Regions from separate parts of the Mus musculus genome. Here region 1 is linked to region 2. The links are chromatin contacts, called in public HiChIP or PLAC-seq maps. All regions are on one chromosome and are shown on one strand. Each heading gives the region's core, a stretch centred on a gene start, on an enhancer-like site or on the middle of the called end of the contact. The rest is flanking DNA. Distances are from core to core; before and after follow the strand shown.

Region 1 (6,862 bases), core at 511-3,010, 250 kb before region 2:
TTCACTTCTATTCAGACTTAAGGATTTTGCATAAGTTTCCCTTGGTCCCTATCCTTGCCCCTTTCTCCCTTTTCGTTAGAAGCTGATGGTGTTAATGGTGGTCTCCTTGGTGCTGCCCCATGGGCCCCATAGGCTCAGCCAGTGTTTTTCAAATCTTGTTTCTGTTCCTCTGACACAGTCTGTCAGTTGTCCTGTGTGCACTGTGAGCAGTATTCTCCTTTTCCTGTCAGTGAAATTTCCACTTTACTCTCTTTTTTGGCTCTAGAATTTTTTTCCTTATTTGTTTTTCTCTCTGTAGTAATATGTTTTGTTAATGCACACACACACATTTTTTACTTTTTCTGAGTCTTTCTTTAATTCCTCAAACATCTTTAAGACATTTGTTTAAACAGCTTTGTCTAGCAAGTCCACCCATATTGGTCTTTCACAGGGACAGTTTTTGTCTTTTTTTCCACTGTGAATGAGTAATACTTTCAGATTCTTTGTGTGCCCTCATGCCTTTTCTTTCTGTTCAAAACTGTATACTTTAGTCTAGTGTAAGTCCAGCATTTGATCCTCCCTGGCCCCTAGAGCTGCTGGGTGGACTGGTGTTTTGATTGTTGAAAACTGTCTGTGCTCTAGGAATCAGCCTAAGGTAAACAAATTATTTTCAAGTCTTTTAAAGCATGAGCCTTCTCAGGGTATGTGGGCTTACTTTCATAGTGTTTACACACACACACACACACACACACACACACACACACACACACACACTTGCTTCTTTCCATGTCTGGCCGGAGAAGCTGAAGCCAGGTTCCAACACATGATTCTTTGGACAGAAGCACTCTAGACCGTAAGCCCAGCAGGTGATCTTCTGAGGTGAGTGCGTCACTTAGATACCTGAGGAAGGGACAGAAAGGACAGAACTGTGTCTGCAGAGGCAAAGACTGGAGTCATGTAGTCACAAGCCAAGAAATTTTGGCCATCACCAAAAACCTGTAAGAGCTGAAGGAGGGACTCTCTTACAAAGCCTCCCAGGCCTGCTGATACCACCAGTACTGATTTCAGGTTTCTAGCCTCAAGGACACAGTGATTCAACGGGATAAAGGAGCGCATATGTTGCTTGTTACTGATTGTTTTCCGCAGTCCAACTCAGTGCCTTTAATTATAGCACTCACTGCACAACAAACCACCCCAAAATTTAGTGGCTAAAATAGCAGCTTATAATTTCCCACAATGTTAGGGGATGGCTGGGTTCACTTACACAGTTCTCTTGTACTGTGTAACACCATCTGAAGTGTCATCTGAATCCTGGGAGCACTAATGACTGGAGGCTGATGGGACTTCTCCAGCAGGGTGAATACAGAAGTTGCCCTGCTTTTCAAAAGCCTAAAGTCAGTCTGTACAGTGCCACTTCAGTGACCTGCGATTAAAGGAAGTCACAGGCATCCTGGGGACAATGAGTTGGGAAGTAAACCTATCTCTTAAAAGAAAGGAGATAGGAGGAGCCTGCTGCTCGTGTCTGGCCCAGGTTGCAGAGAATGATTACAGAATCAAATATCGCCCAGGGACTGCTTGCTGCTGACAATTTTGAGATGATAGGCTTCAACAAGAAACGTTTTCTTTTAAAAAAAAAAAAAAAAAAAAGGGTGTGTGTGTGTGTGTGTGTGTGTGTGTGTGTGTGTGAAGGTGCTTATGTGCTGCTGGGTACATGGGGACATCAGAGGCTGAGGTGTGTGTGTGTGTGTGTGTGTGTGTGTGTGTGTGTGTGTGTGTGTGAAGGTGCTTATGTGCTGCTGGGTACATGGGGACGTCAGAGGCTGAGGTTGGCTCATGGGAGTTGGCTCTCTCCTTCCCCTCTGTGGGTCCTAGAGATTGAACTCAGTTTGTCACACTTGGGAAAAGTACCTATACCTTCTAAGCCATCTTGTCAGCCCAATAAAGTTGTTCTAAGTAACAATCCCTGTAAGAAAAAAGGCCATAGAAGCTGTTGAGATGGAAACACACTTAATAGAGCATAAGAAAGGCGCACTGACTCGCCTCCCTCCCGGCAGTGAAATGAGTGGACCAGGGGCTTCCCAGGGGGATGACCAGCAGCCAGAACACTGCAGAACCAAGATGTCTCTCCTGGATAGAGTATTCTAATAGCCAGCTTCTGAAAGCGAGGGTTAGAAAAGTGTTCCTCAAGTCCAGGAACCTGGCAGATAGCTCCAGAAGACAAGGAGGGAGGGCAAGGAGGAGAGAAGGTGGGAGATGTGATCCACTTTAGTGCTTTCAGAGAGGTCCTGCAGCCCAAGGCTTCCTTAGTCCTCTTAGAACCACTGTGGGGATTGCAGAGGCTTGAGGGTTTGTTTTGGTGGTGCTGAGGGTTAAATCCAGGCCCTTCTATGTGCTACACATCCTTCCTACCTTCCTACCTTCCTTCCTTCCTAATTTCTCTCTCTCTCTCTCTCTCTCTCTCTCTCTCTCTCTCTCTCTCTCTCTCTCTCTCTTTCTGATGGTATTGTTGTTTAGATAAAATGTATGTAGGTCATGAATGGTCTCACTCTTGGTGATTCACCTGCCTCCACCTCCTGAGTGCTGAGGCTGTGGGCAGGCACCAGCAATCACCCAGGCTTTATCTCTGTCTAATTGCCGCATAATTGCTCTCATTCATGCACTGACCTTGAAGCGCTCTAGGGTGTGTATTGGTGTAGCTCAGTCTTCCTTGGGGAGAAGATTCCAAGAGCAGAGTCAGGGATGGTCTGGCAGGATTCCAAATCCAGATCTCTTTTTAATGAGTTGTTTGTGTTTTATTGATTTGCATTTGATCATACCCTTTGAAATTCATGTGTATGCTTTGTCGTCTTTGCAGGCTTGTTTCCATTTGGGGACACTGTTTTTCTTAAAATGGGCTTGCTGTTTTATCAGCAATCTTAGCTAATTTCTCTCCTCTGGGCTGGTTTTATTGGCCAGAATGTAGGGAACATTTTAATATTTTGTTGGGCTCCCAATTGAAACACCAACTGCAAACTTCCATGTTTTTGCCTTCATCCTTTATTTCCACGTAACAGCAGAGTTTATGGTGTTCACTCCTAGACCTGGGAATAAGTCCTGTTTTTCAAAGCTGGGCAGAGCTTCCCCCTTTGCTGTTGTTTTCTTCTTAGTCCTTTGTGCACTACTGTACTGATCCCTGGTCTGAGATGACTGAGAATGATGTGAGCTGTGTGTGTGTGTGTGTGTGTGTCTGTGTGTGTGTGTGTGTCTGTGTGTGAGTGTGTGTGTGTGTGTGTGTGTGTGTGTCTCTGTGTGTCTGTGTGGTGTCTGTGTCTGTGTGTGTGAACTCTTGAGGGATAACTTCTTCTTCTTTTTTTTTTTTTTTTTGTATACATGTTTAACTATAGGCCCTTTTCCATTGCATTATTATTTGCAGAGAGGTGCCTTTGGGTTTTTTGTTTTTGTTTGTTTGTTTTAAGACAGAGTTTCTCTGTGTAGCCCTGGCTGTCCTAGAACTCACTCTGTAGACCAGGCTGCCTGCCTTTATCTCCCAAGTCCTGGGATTAAAGGCGTGCACCACCACTGCTTGGCCCAGAGATGCCTTTGTTAAAGGTCCAAAACACAGACTTCTATATTTTGACTTTTCCTATATGTAGCAGATTTTTAAAAAAACATTTATTTATTATTATAAATAAGTACACTGTAGCTGACTTCAGACGCACCAGAAGTGGGCGTCAGATTTCATTACAGGTGGTTGTGAGCCACCATGTGGTTGCTGGGATTTGAACTCAGGACCTTTGGAAGAACAGTCAGTGCTCTTACCTGTATGTAGCAGATTTTAACTGCAGAGTTTTTAAGATAGCCTGAAGTGTGATTCAACGGAAATACTTGTGAGGGAAATATATGTGTGGGGGGACAACGTTTGGAGGTCAGTTCTTACCTACCACATTCTTTTTTTTTTTTTTTTTTGGTTTTTCGAGACAGGGTTTCTCTGTGTAGCCCTGGCTGTCCTGGAACTCACTTTGTAGACCAGGCTGGCCTTGAACTCAGAAATCCGCCTGCCTCTGCCTCCCAAGTGCTGGGATTAAAGGCGTGCGCCACCCCGCCCGGCTACCGCATTCTTTTGAGGCTGGGTCTCTCTTCTTCCTGCAGTGTATCCTCCAGGTTTGCAGACTCACTAGTTCCCAGGTATTTTCCCTGCCTCTGCCTTCCATCTGACAGTGTCCATGCTGGTGTTACAGACACGTGCTTCCATGTCAGTTCCGGGGCTCACACTTAGGGCACTAGGCTTGCACAGCAGGTGCTTTTATGCCCTGAGCCATCTCAGTCTATGTGATGCACAGGTATTCCAGGAGGTCAGAGGCATCTAGGATCTCTTGAAGCCAGAGTTCTAGGTGCTTGTGAGCTGCCAATTGGGGGTACTCTGAACCAAATTCAGTACAATATATGTTCTTAACTGATAAGTTTTAAATTTTTTTCTATGTGTGTGTATATCTGTAAGTATATGCTATGTGTCTGTGGGTGCCCTCTCAGGCCCCTGTAGTTGCAGGAATTTGTAAATGTGGTGCTGGAAACTGAACTCAGGTCATCTGGAAGAGAAGCAACAGCTCCTAGTCTCAGGCCAAGTCCTTTAAAGCTGTTAAATCCTAGGCTGGATTCAGAGGATACCAAGTGGCCAACCTCAGATGCTTTCACCGGATTCAAGGGCTACTGCAGCACACCGCGATTCGCTGTGCAATGTGCAGACAGACCTCATGGCATGCAGGACATGGCTGATTTGGAAACATGGACACCTTCACCACAGAAACTCCTCCCCTCAGCTTGTCTCTGAGCAGTCCTTTCTGATACACGTGTTGTCACTAGTGCAGATTTTATGTAGTGTTGTACCTAAGTTGTAGTATGAATTTTTGATAGTTACCCGTGTGACTAGTTTCTCAGAGTAGCCAGGCCAGCATATGCCTATGAACTATATTTTGGATGCCATTTTTTGCTGTCCTATGGTCTTAATTGGGGAAGTTTTTGCAGAAGCCCCAACAGGCATTTCCTTGGTTGGCTAACATGTCCTTACATACTAAGAGCAAGATTGACATATGTCTGGCACAGGCTGACAGCTCCTCAGTAATGCTGACTTGCTTTCACCTCTGCCCTGGCTGTCAGTTTTCACCAAGTCTGCCTGTTTTATCCTGCTCACAACTTAGGGTTGTCTTTTCTCTTTCTAGGAGGGTGGGCTGGTGGAGGATCAGCTCACGTGCTCGCTCCTTCCTTCCTTACTTTCTCCCTCCCTCACTCCCTTCCTTTTTTTCTCTTTCTCTCTCCCTCCCTTCCTTTCTTCCTTCAATATCTTCTGTTTTTTTAAAGGTTGTTGGATAGTTTTGAATACATACATAAACAGATTTATCTTAACTGCCCTGTCAGTCACTGAAGAATACACCTCAAGTACTTCTTATGTCTGTGGAGGTAACATCAGCCTGTTTACTTGTTGAGGTGAACTAGAACCAAACTGTTTGTAAACTAGTGAGAAAAGCGTTATCTGCTGTGTTTAATAAATGTCAGTTCCTCTGGAGTGTCTCCCTTTGTCCACGGCAGTGGATATTGCTGGGCTGCCAGTGAGGATTGGGGAGTTCATTTGTTGCTATTTCCTTTTTCCTTGTCTGTCTATTCCTTTGTTTCTCTCGCTCAGCTAGCTCTTAGGGGTTCTTACTTGTTTTGAGATGATCAAACTCCTCTTTGTTTACTTGGGGTTGTGGTACTAGGAATGGAACCCAGGCCTTCACGAGTTAGGCAAGCCGTGCTTTAGAACCAGGTTGCAGTCTCAGCCCTGGAACTGTTTATTGGGCACTAGCTGTGAGCTGGGGAGCATATGTAGTGTCTGAGATACACTGGGCTTACATATGCTTGGGAAGGTAGAGTGTTCTGCTGGAAGGAATAGGGGTTGGGAGGTTTCACGTGTGACGTGCTGTAAGTGCCGTGATGGGAGCAGCATCCTAACTCAGCCCCATTCTTCATCGTGGATGTGGTTCTTTTGGTTTTAAAGCCTGTGTATGTGGATTTGTGTCATGGGACACCATATGTGGAGGTCAGATGACGGTATGCAGAGGAGCTTGGTTCTTACTGTGTAGGTCTTGTGATTGAGCTCAATCACAAAGCGTGGCAGTAAGGAACTTTTCCCGCTGAACTGTCTTGCCAGCCCTACAACAGTTCATTAGTGGAGCTGTTTCGAAGAGAATGTTTTAAGAGTTAAAGCCTCACTGGGGGGTACTACCCTTTGAAGGGAGCAAAGAAATGGGGCCCTGAGTCAGTTCTCATAAGAACAAATCGTTGTAAGACTAACACTGTATCTTATTAGGGCTTCTATTGCTATCATAAGACATCATGACCAAAAACAACTTGGAGAGTAAATTTAGTTCAGTTTACAGTTCCTCAAGATTACTGATGGAAGTCAGGGCAAGACCTCAAACAGGGCAGGAAGCCTGGAGGCAGAAGCTGCTCACTGGCTTACTTTCTGTGGCTTGCTTAGCCTGACTTCTTCTAGCACCCAAGACCACCAGTCCTACATCAGTCATCAGTAAAAAAATGTACCACAGACTTGCTCATAAGCTACTCTCATACGTGTGTTTTGTCAGTTGAGGTTCCTCCTTCCAAAATGACTCTTGCTTCTGTCTGGTTGACATAAAATTATCCAGCACACCCTGACTTATGAGTTGTTCTGGCTTCCTTTTATACATCTGCCTCGATGTCCTAGCAGAGCCAAGCTGACACTGGTGCCATATCTGTGAACCTACTGCATCATGAACAGAATAAACTTGTTTCCTTTGTGTAGCTAAGAAGCCTCAGGTATTTTGTTCTATCAATGGAAAACTGGACTTGAGATAACAGGGAAGATGTCCTAGACTGAAGCTTGCCTCAG
Region 2 (6,914 bases), core at 861-3,360:
GCCGAGCCATCTTGCCACCCCACCCCTTTAATTTTTAATGGTCTGACGTGGTGCAGTATCTGTTTGTTTATTCCTTTATCTAGGCTATAGTCTTTTCCCTTTGCACAGCTGACATTTCAAAGCCAGCTAGTTTGGGGCTTTCCTGTGCAGTGTAACACATTCAACAGCCCTGCTGGTCTCTCTTACTGTGTGAGACCACCAGAAATGTCTGATATTGTCAAATGTCCTCTGAGGAGAGGAAGATCAAAGCCCCCTGACTGAGTAGCAGCATTCCTGGAGTCCCCATCTTTCCCTGCGCTCACTTTCTGATGGTGGCTGCTCGGGTGAGCTTCCTCCATAGCCTCCAAGTTACATACATCCCTTCAGTTCTGATAACTGTTTGCACACACCTGCTGCTCAGTTCTCTCTCTGCCTCTACCTCCCTCCTTCCTGCAGTGCCTCGTGCAAGCATGTTAATTAGATGCTCTGCGCGGGTCCGAGCTATCCTTCCCATATGTTTTCTATGGAGGTTTAATCTTCTTTAGGTTTGCCAAGGGCAACCCTTGTAGAGTTGAGATGAGTGATATGTTCCAGGGGCGTGGTGCCTGTAGTCTTCCTTTGTCATGTCTGTCTACTTACTGGATAGGTGAGGGGACAGCTGCAGAGCTGGCTAGCAGCAGAGTCCTTGGCCTTCCTTCCCTGCCAGGATGTTTTGACAGAGGGCAGATGAGACGTGGGAGAAAGGTCTCCATCAGAGACAGTTAACCACCGAAGCATCTGGGTCCCCTGATGTGATGTCCCGTGATGTCTCTGGAATCTGATCTAACATTCCCTTTGGCCTAGGGATGGCCAAATGATTATGCTTCAATACCTGCAAGGCTTGGAGGTGGAACATGTCCTGCATCCTGACGGGGTGTTATATCCTGTGCCCTGTGGCCTGCTAGCTGAGTGGTCCCCCCCCCCCCAGGAGTGATTGATGGGAGGGAGACAGTGAGGGAGGACAGTCTCCTTCCTCTTGCCCTGATCTCTCCCACAGCCTCTGCCCCAGTTGGGTTTCCCTTCTCTATTTAACCTTTCTCAATCTCTAAGAGATCCCTCTGCTGACCACAGTCTGAAGGCTGGCCTTGTACCACATTTTTAGAGTGGGGGCTTCTGGGCCTCCATGACTAGGTGGCAAATATATGTATGGCCCAGGCCTACCTCACCACTCACAACAGACATGCACTTCACACTAGGGCTCTTTCCATAGCTGAACCCTCGCTCAGCAGAGAAGGCGGTAGTGTCAACTCTGGCTTGCAGCACTGTCTTAGCCTCTGGGAGCCTTTCTGCAAGGCCTTCACCCCTGACCTGATCAGCCAAGGTAGCCTTGACACTTCCCAGACAGACTGACTTCTTTGATATGAAGTGTGCCTGAGGACAGGCTGGGGGTACTGTAACATCTCCCCAGGTGACCCTACTCTGTGGCCAAGATGGAGAGAACTGCCTTCCCGAGGGGAGAGTGCCACAGAAAGAACACTAGGTATGGCGCAGGAGTCTGGAATGGTGACTACCCTCTGGTACTGACATGTCCCTGGCCAAACAGTTTCTCCAGGCACTGGATGAGAGTACCTTGGGGAGAGATGGACAAGAAAGAGAAGGGGCCAGGAAAATCTACTAAGCTAGCCCTTCATTCCGGAAACAAGAGAGTTTTAGAAGGAACAGCTAACCTAGGGCTTCACAGCACTGCAGCAGGGGCAGGGACAAGGAGGCAGGGGCAGGGGCAGGGGCAGGGGCAGGGGCAGGGGCAGGGGCAGGAGGGGCAGGGGCAGGGGCGGGGGCGGGGGCAGGGGCAGGGGCAGGGGCAGGCCGAAGCCAGCTCAACTGTTGGTCTTCTTTCCTCTCCAACCCAGGCATCCTGGATCCTTGGTCTGTAGATTCTGTCCTTCTCTAGACGAGATGGGCAGAGGGTTGGGACTGCTTTTGGAGGGCACGGTTTCTTCCAGAGCCTGCGTGGGGGAAACTGTGGCGAGAGCCAGAGGGTGTGGGTCTCAGCCAGACTTCGTGAAAAGAACCTTTGCGGAGGCACTGTCCTGCCGCAGCTACTCTGTGGGCCCTATGGACAGAAAGGGGAAGTTTGGCTGTATTTAGAAAGCTGTTCACAAACAGGAATGGCAGGGGTGGGGGTGAGGAGGGTGAGGTAGGCGGCTGGCTGGAGGAGCTGAGGAGGAAGGCAGGCAGCCATCCAGAAAGGCTTCAGCAGGGGCCCGAGGACAAAGGCTTGATCTGGGTCCACATGTCACTTGGGACGCTCTTGGAGCAAGAGGAGGGGCAGAGTGAAGAGCGGGGAGGAAGAAAAGGAAGGGGGAAGGAGCTCTCACCGGAATGCCTTTTTATGCTGGAAGCAGAGGTTGACTGTGCTGGACACATGCCCCACTGCCCTCGAGGCCCAGGTGGTGACTGACTCTTAGGGGACAGACGGATAGCACAGAGGCTAAGAAGGGAGACGCTTTGGGTGTCTCCTCCAAAGTGTGGCCAGACTCCTCTGCTCCTTAGTCCTCTCCGGTCACCTTAATAAAATACCCAAACTGGGGTGGTTCATTGATGGCTGACATTCGCTGCTCTAGCACTGGAGACTGGGAGTGCTGGGTAGGGATGGAGCAACGATGATTTTAACCAAGACCACTCTTATAGAAGGCCTTGCCCCCACCAGAAACGTCATGCGCTTGAGTGGAGCTGCTCTTCCAGGAGAGTTCCCATGCCCAGGACCAGGAGAGGACCCCATCCCAACATGAGACATGTAATACCAGACACAAACCAGCCTGGGACCTTTCTCCAAGCCGTAGCAAGAAGCCTGCTCTGAGGATGGGCGCAAAGAAGGGCTTCTGGGTGCTCGCTCACTCTGCCATGGACCATCCAAGGTCAAACAGCCCGCTCAGTGTGCCCTGGTGAGGGAGGACAGCTGTTCACCTCAACCCAACTCAGGACTCCGTGCCAGCTGTGCGTCAGCGACTCTGCTAAGTGCCAGAGGGAGACAATGCAGTTCCTTTCCTCATGGGGTTAGAGGCTACTTAGGGTTCACTGGTGGGTCAGTGTTTCTCCCAGGCTGTGAGCACAGCTCGGTGAAGGCTTAGCAAGCAAGCAAGCCCCCTATCTTACTCATCTCGTTGAGGAAATACTAGTAATCAACTTGAAATATTCAGGGCTAAGAAGTGTGTGCTTGAGAGTAACGGACCCATTGAAGCACACAAGGCAAGATTCAGACTGTGGGCCTCTGTACGTGGGCCTGAGTGTGTTCACTAACTAGCCTTGGCTAAAGAAGAACCCCATTAGCTCTGGCCTGAGTGTGTGATACTCATGTAGTACTGATGTGTAGTGCTGACGTGTATTGACATGTAGTTCTGACATGTAGTATTGACATGGGATACTGACATGTAGTGTCGACATGTAATATTGATGTGTAGGCTGTAAAATCTACGTGGTCTCCGCTAGCTTCCCCTTTTTGTTTGTTGTTTTCTTTTACTTTTTTGAGTAAAGTTCTCTTGTAGCTCAGGCTGGCCCTCTCACTTGCTATGGAGCTAAGGCTTACCCTTAATTTTTGATCCTTCCGCCTTCACATCCCAAGTCCTGGGGTTATCACCACCACATCTGGTGTTTGTTTGTTTGTTTGTTTTCTCCTGTTTTTCTCAATTCAGTCTACGCACTGATCATTTCTCTGTCCTTCTCCCCCACCCCAGCCCCCACCCCATCAGCACTGGAATCCATGGGCAAATGACTGGACTCCAGGTTTAGGGAGCATTCAGTGTTCACAAACCATAATGTTAGCTGATCTGAGATTCAGAGGCTAGTAATTCCCTTAAGGATTGTCAAACCAGTTTGGGGTTCACAAAGTGCTTTGATGGAAGATACCTGCCTTTGAAGGCAAGTGCTTCTGGGAGGGAACGTGGTAGGGGATGGGGCTGCAGGCAACAGGAGGTGGGTACAGTGACTGAATGTGGGGATGCTGGCCCTGCGGTTTACATGTGTGTCCGGGATGCTTCAGCAGCCTCCAAGGCTAGCCCAAGGGATCACTGACGTGCCGCTTTCCCCAGATTCGCCCATGATTTATGCTTCTGAAAACATCTGAGGAAAAGTTAGACATCTTTACCTTTTTGCTTCAATTACTTCAGGCGAGATTCTCAAGGATGCTCTTTAATATAGTCTGCTTTCCTTTCGGTGAAGCCGTATCCCGTATCTGGTGGGCTATTCTAGCTTGTAAATACAGCCGACTTTGCGGGAGTCAGCTAGGCTTATGATGCTGTGCTGGTGTCCTGACCACTGGGGGATGCCTGAGCCCCAAGCCTTGTCAGAACTGTGTTGACCTCAGGAGCCCTGCTTGGGTTTGCTTTCTGCTGGACAGCTGGTCTGTGCTCTCAGAGGCCCGGCTGGGCCTTGGCTGGACTCTGTTTTATCTTGTTTCTCTCCGCTTTGTTCTGGAATTTTCTGTGCATTTTCCCCAATCCACAGATATGACTGTCATAGGGTATTGGCTTTCCAGTGTCTAGCACGGTATGTTGGCTACAGAGTTAGCTTGGTTGGGCCCCCTCTGTGCCTTGGAGGTCAGAATGGGCTCCTTAGCTAACAAGGGAGCTTTCCCATCTTCATCTTGCCAGGAGGACCGAGGCTCTATGGCGGTCTGGCTTGCTGTCCTATGGTCCTGCTCAAGACTGGAAGTCTTAGGCAAAGGAAACATTTTCCAGAGCATGGCTGAGAGGGACAGAACGTCTCAAGGAGATGGGCTGGGTTGGGCTGGGCTGGGCTGGGCTGGGCAGGCAGGGTTTTGGAAAGCCCCTGCTTGTTCTGGGAGCTGTTCAGAACCCTGAGGTTTCAGAAAGCCATGGCGGCTCGTCACAACTGTTGCTGCACTGAGGAGGAGGAATGGCCTGGTGCCTAATGCCTTGGGTTTAGAGGGAAAGGTGAAGCCCAGCCTTGCCAACCTGGAACCTGGGCTTCTGCTGGGCCTGGGGGAACACTGGACTTTGAAGAGGAATGGAGCCCTCAGGCCAGGGCCTCTGAATGGTGAGAGAGTGTTGCCATGATCAGCCATGACTCAGGTTTGGTGGGCAGTGGCCTTGACACAGCCATGAAGGCTTTGGGCCTGGTCTCTCAAAGACACCTCAGATGGAGCTGGTAGGGGAACCCCCATAGGTCCCATGAACAGAACATGCCAAAGTCTTTTGCAGTACAAGGAGAGGTCAGGGTTTTAATACGAGCCTTGGTCCAGGGCTTTGAAGTCAGGGAGGGTTTAGGCTTGAGGAAGGCCAGTGTCTCAATCTCTAGCAGCTTTTTCTTTCTTCTGCTCCGCTTTGCGCACAACCAGCATGCCCAGGGTCCAAGCAGCCCTGCTCTGTGACCGTGGCCTGTCACTTCTGAAGATTGTCTTCTCACCCATGAACTGGGGCGGAGCGCTGAGCCACTTTTGCGGCGGCTTTCAGAGAGCTTCCAGAGGGCTTGAAGAACAGGAAAATGCAGATAGATGTCCAGCCTACCGCTTCACTTTAAAAATAACGTTGTTTATCGTTACCGTGGGGTAGGGAACATGCTTGAGGGGTGGTGCACATACGTGGAGGTCTCTGCTTCCATGGTTAATAAGGGTCACAGGGATCGAGTGGAGGTCTCCAGGTTTAAAAGCAAGCACCTTTATCCACGGAGCCATCTTATAGATTTGGTAAGGTCACAGTGGGCCTAGGCAAGTTTCCCCAACACTCCTCGGGGTCCTTGACTTTAACTACAGACCCGTTCTTCTTGGTGTTGTGGAGGGCCTGCCGGGTAGGGCTCTAGCCTGGGCAAGCAAGTCCATTTAAGTTCTCCTAGGAGCCAGTGTAGGCACGTGCCGTTCCCATTTCCACAGCTCGAACGTATCGGGGCCCGACAGAAACCTCGACGCTTTCAGCACCCTGTAGCCCGCAAAAGAGACCCTGCGTCCTGCCCACCCTGGCTCCTGGCTGCCCCGATCCCTCTGGGGGGCTCTGGAGGAGAGAGAACTGGGTCTCCTAGGTGCGGTCGGTCCGTTCTCCCATGGCGCTGACGTTGCCCTGCGGCCCAGCTGGCTGCAGTTTTTCCGCAATAACAATATCCCGGGGAGGGAGGAGCGGCGGGTGAATGAGCGCCTTTGTCCCCGACCCTGTGAAGGCCGATTAATTATGCGCCTCGGAGCGCGGGAGCGCGGTCGTCAGGCCCCCTGCGCGCCCGCCCTGAAAAGCCGGGGCTTGGGAGCGCGGCCGCTGGCTCCGCGCGGACGCACAAAGGGCTGAGCATTAGCAGCCCGGCAATTACCCAGCGTTTTGGACGTGTCCTTGTCTCGTTGACACCGCGCCGCCCCTCCCCAGGCGGCTGCACTTTGAGGATTTGCAAGTCCTTTCTTGGTTGCTAAGGGCGACTAGGCAGAGGGGTTGGGAGCTTGGAGGGAGGGGGGACGCCAAGCCTGCCCTGTTGGAAGTGTCACGGGCCAAAGTGGGGGAGGGGCGAGTGGGTGTCACCCCTGGGGACCTGGACCTTAGGGCTCTGAACAGGCAGATAGATTCCTGAGCGTCACCCAGAGGAGTCCCTGACTTAGTCGGTGTGGAGTGTCCTTTAAGCATCACAGATACAGTTTTTAAAAACCTACCGTGGAATAGTGAAACAAAATGTATAAATTAAAGTTGCTTGAAAAGTATTGAAATTTATTAGTGTGTGTGTGTGTGTGTGTGTGTGTGACACACGCATGTCCTCTGTGTTTTTACCACAGTGCACATGTGGATGGAGGTCAGAGGACCACTTGTGGGAGTCAGTTTTTGCTTTCTACCATGTGGATCCTGGGAGACTAACCCCAGCTCCTCAGGCTCCGCAGCAACAGAAGGCTGATGACCCTTCTCGATGGCCCTTTATGGCACAGCTCCTCAGTGTGCCTTTTGCCACATCTATGCCCTGTGCCATCCACA

The links. HiChIP or PLAC-seq counts read pairs in DNA pulled down with a chosen protein or histone mark.
Region 1: a contact with region 2 is called in an H3K27ac HiChIP or PLAC-seq map of microglia, with 4 times the contacts expected there. The contact joins two enhancer-like sites. A contact is called at or near these places in 5 of 484 Hi-C or Micro-C datasets (CD8 T cells, the HL-1 cell line, embryonic stem cells and 2 more), 7 of 115 datasets of contacts at active chromatin or transcription factors (embryonic limb bud, embryonic stem cells, heart atrium and 4 more) and 2 of 9 other capture datasets (embryonic stem cells and liver).

Annotation. Positions count from the first base shown.
Region 1 is chr17:84,347,264-84,354,125 of GRCm38.p6, reverse strand. The region is part of intron 26 of Thada (thyroid adenoma associated); the gene reads left to right. Among named protein-coding and RNA genes, the nearest start is that of Gm24722, 41 kb to the left of the region's middle. Within about 2 kb of position 1,760, at least 69 of the 459 cell types and tissues checked have an H3K27ac peak or open chromatin away from gene starts, as enhancers often do. A contact at or near this core is called in microglia, where this site is marked.
Region 2 is chr17:84,095,972-84,102,885 of GRCm38.p6, reverse strand. No RefSeq gene overlaps it. Among named protein-coding and RNA genes, the nearest start is that of Gm35551, 16 kb to the right of the region's middle. Within about 2 kb of position 2,110, at least 85 of the 459 cell types and tissues checked have an H3K27ac peak or open chromatin away from gene starts, as enhancers often do. A contact at or near this core is called in microglia, where this site is marked.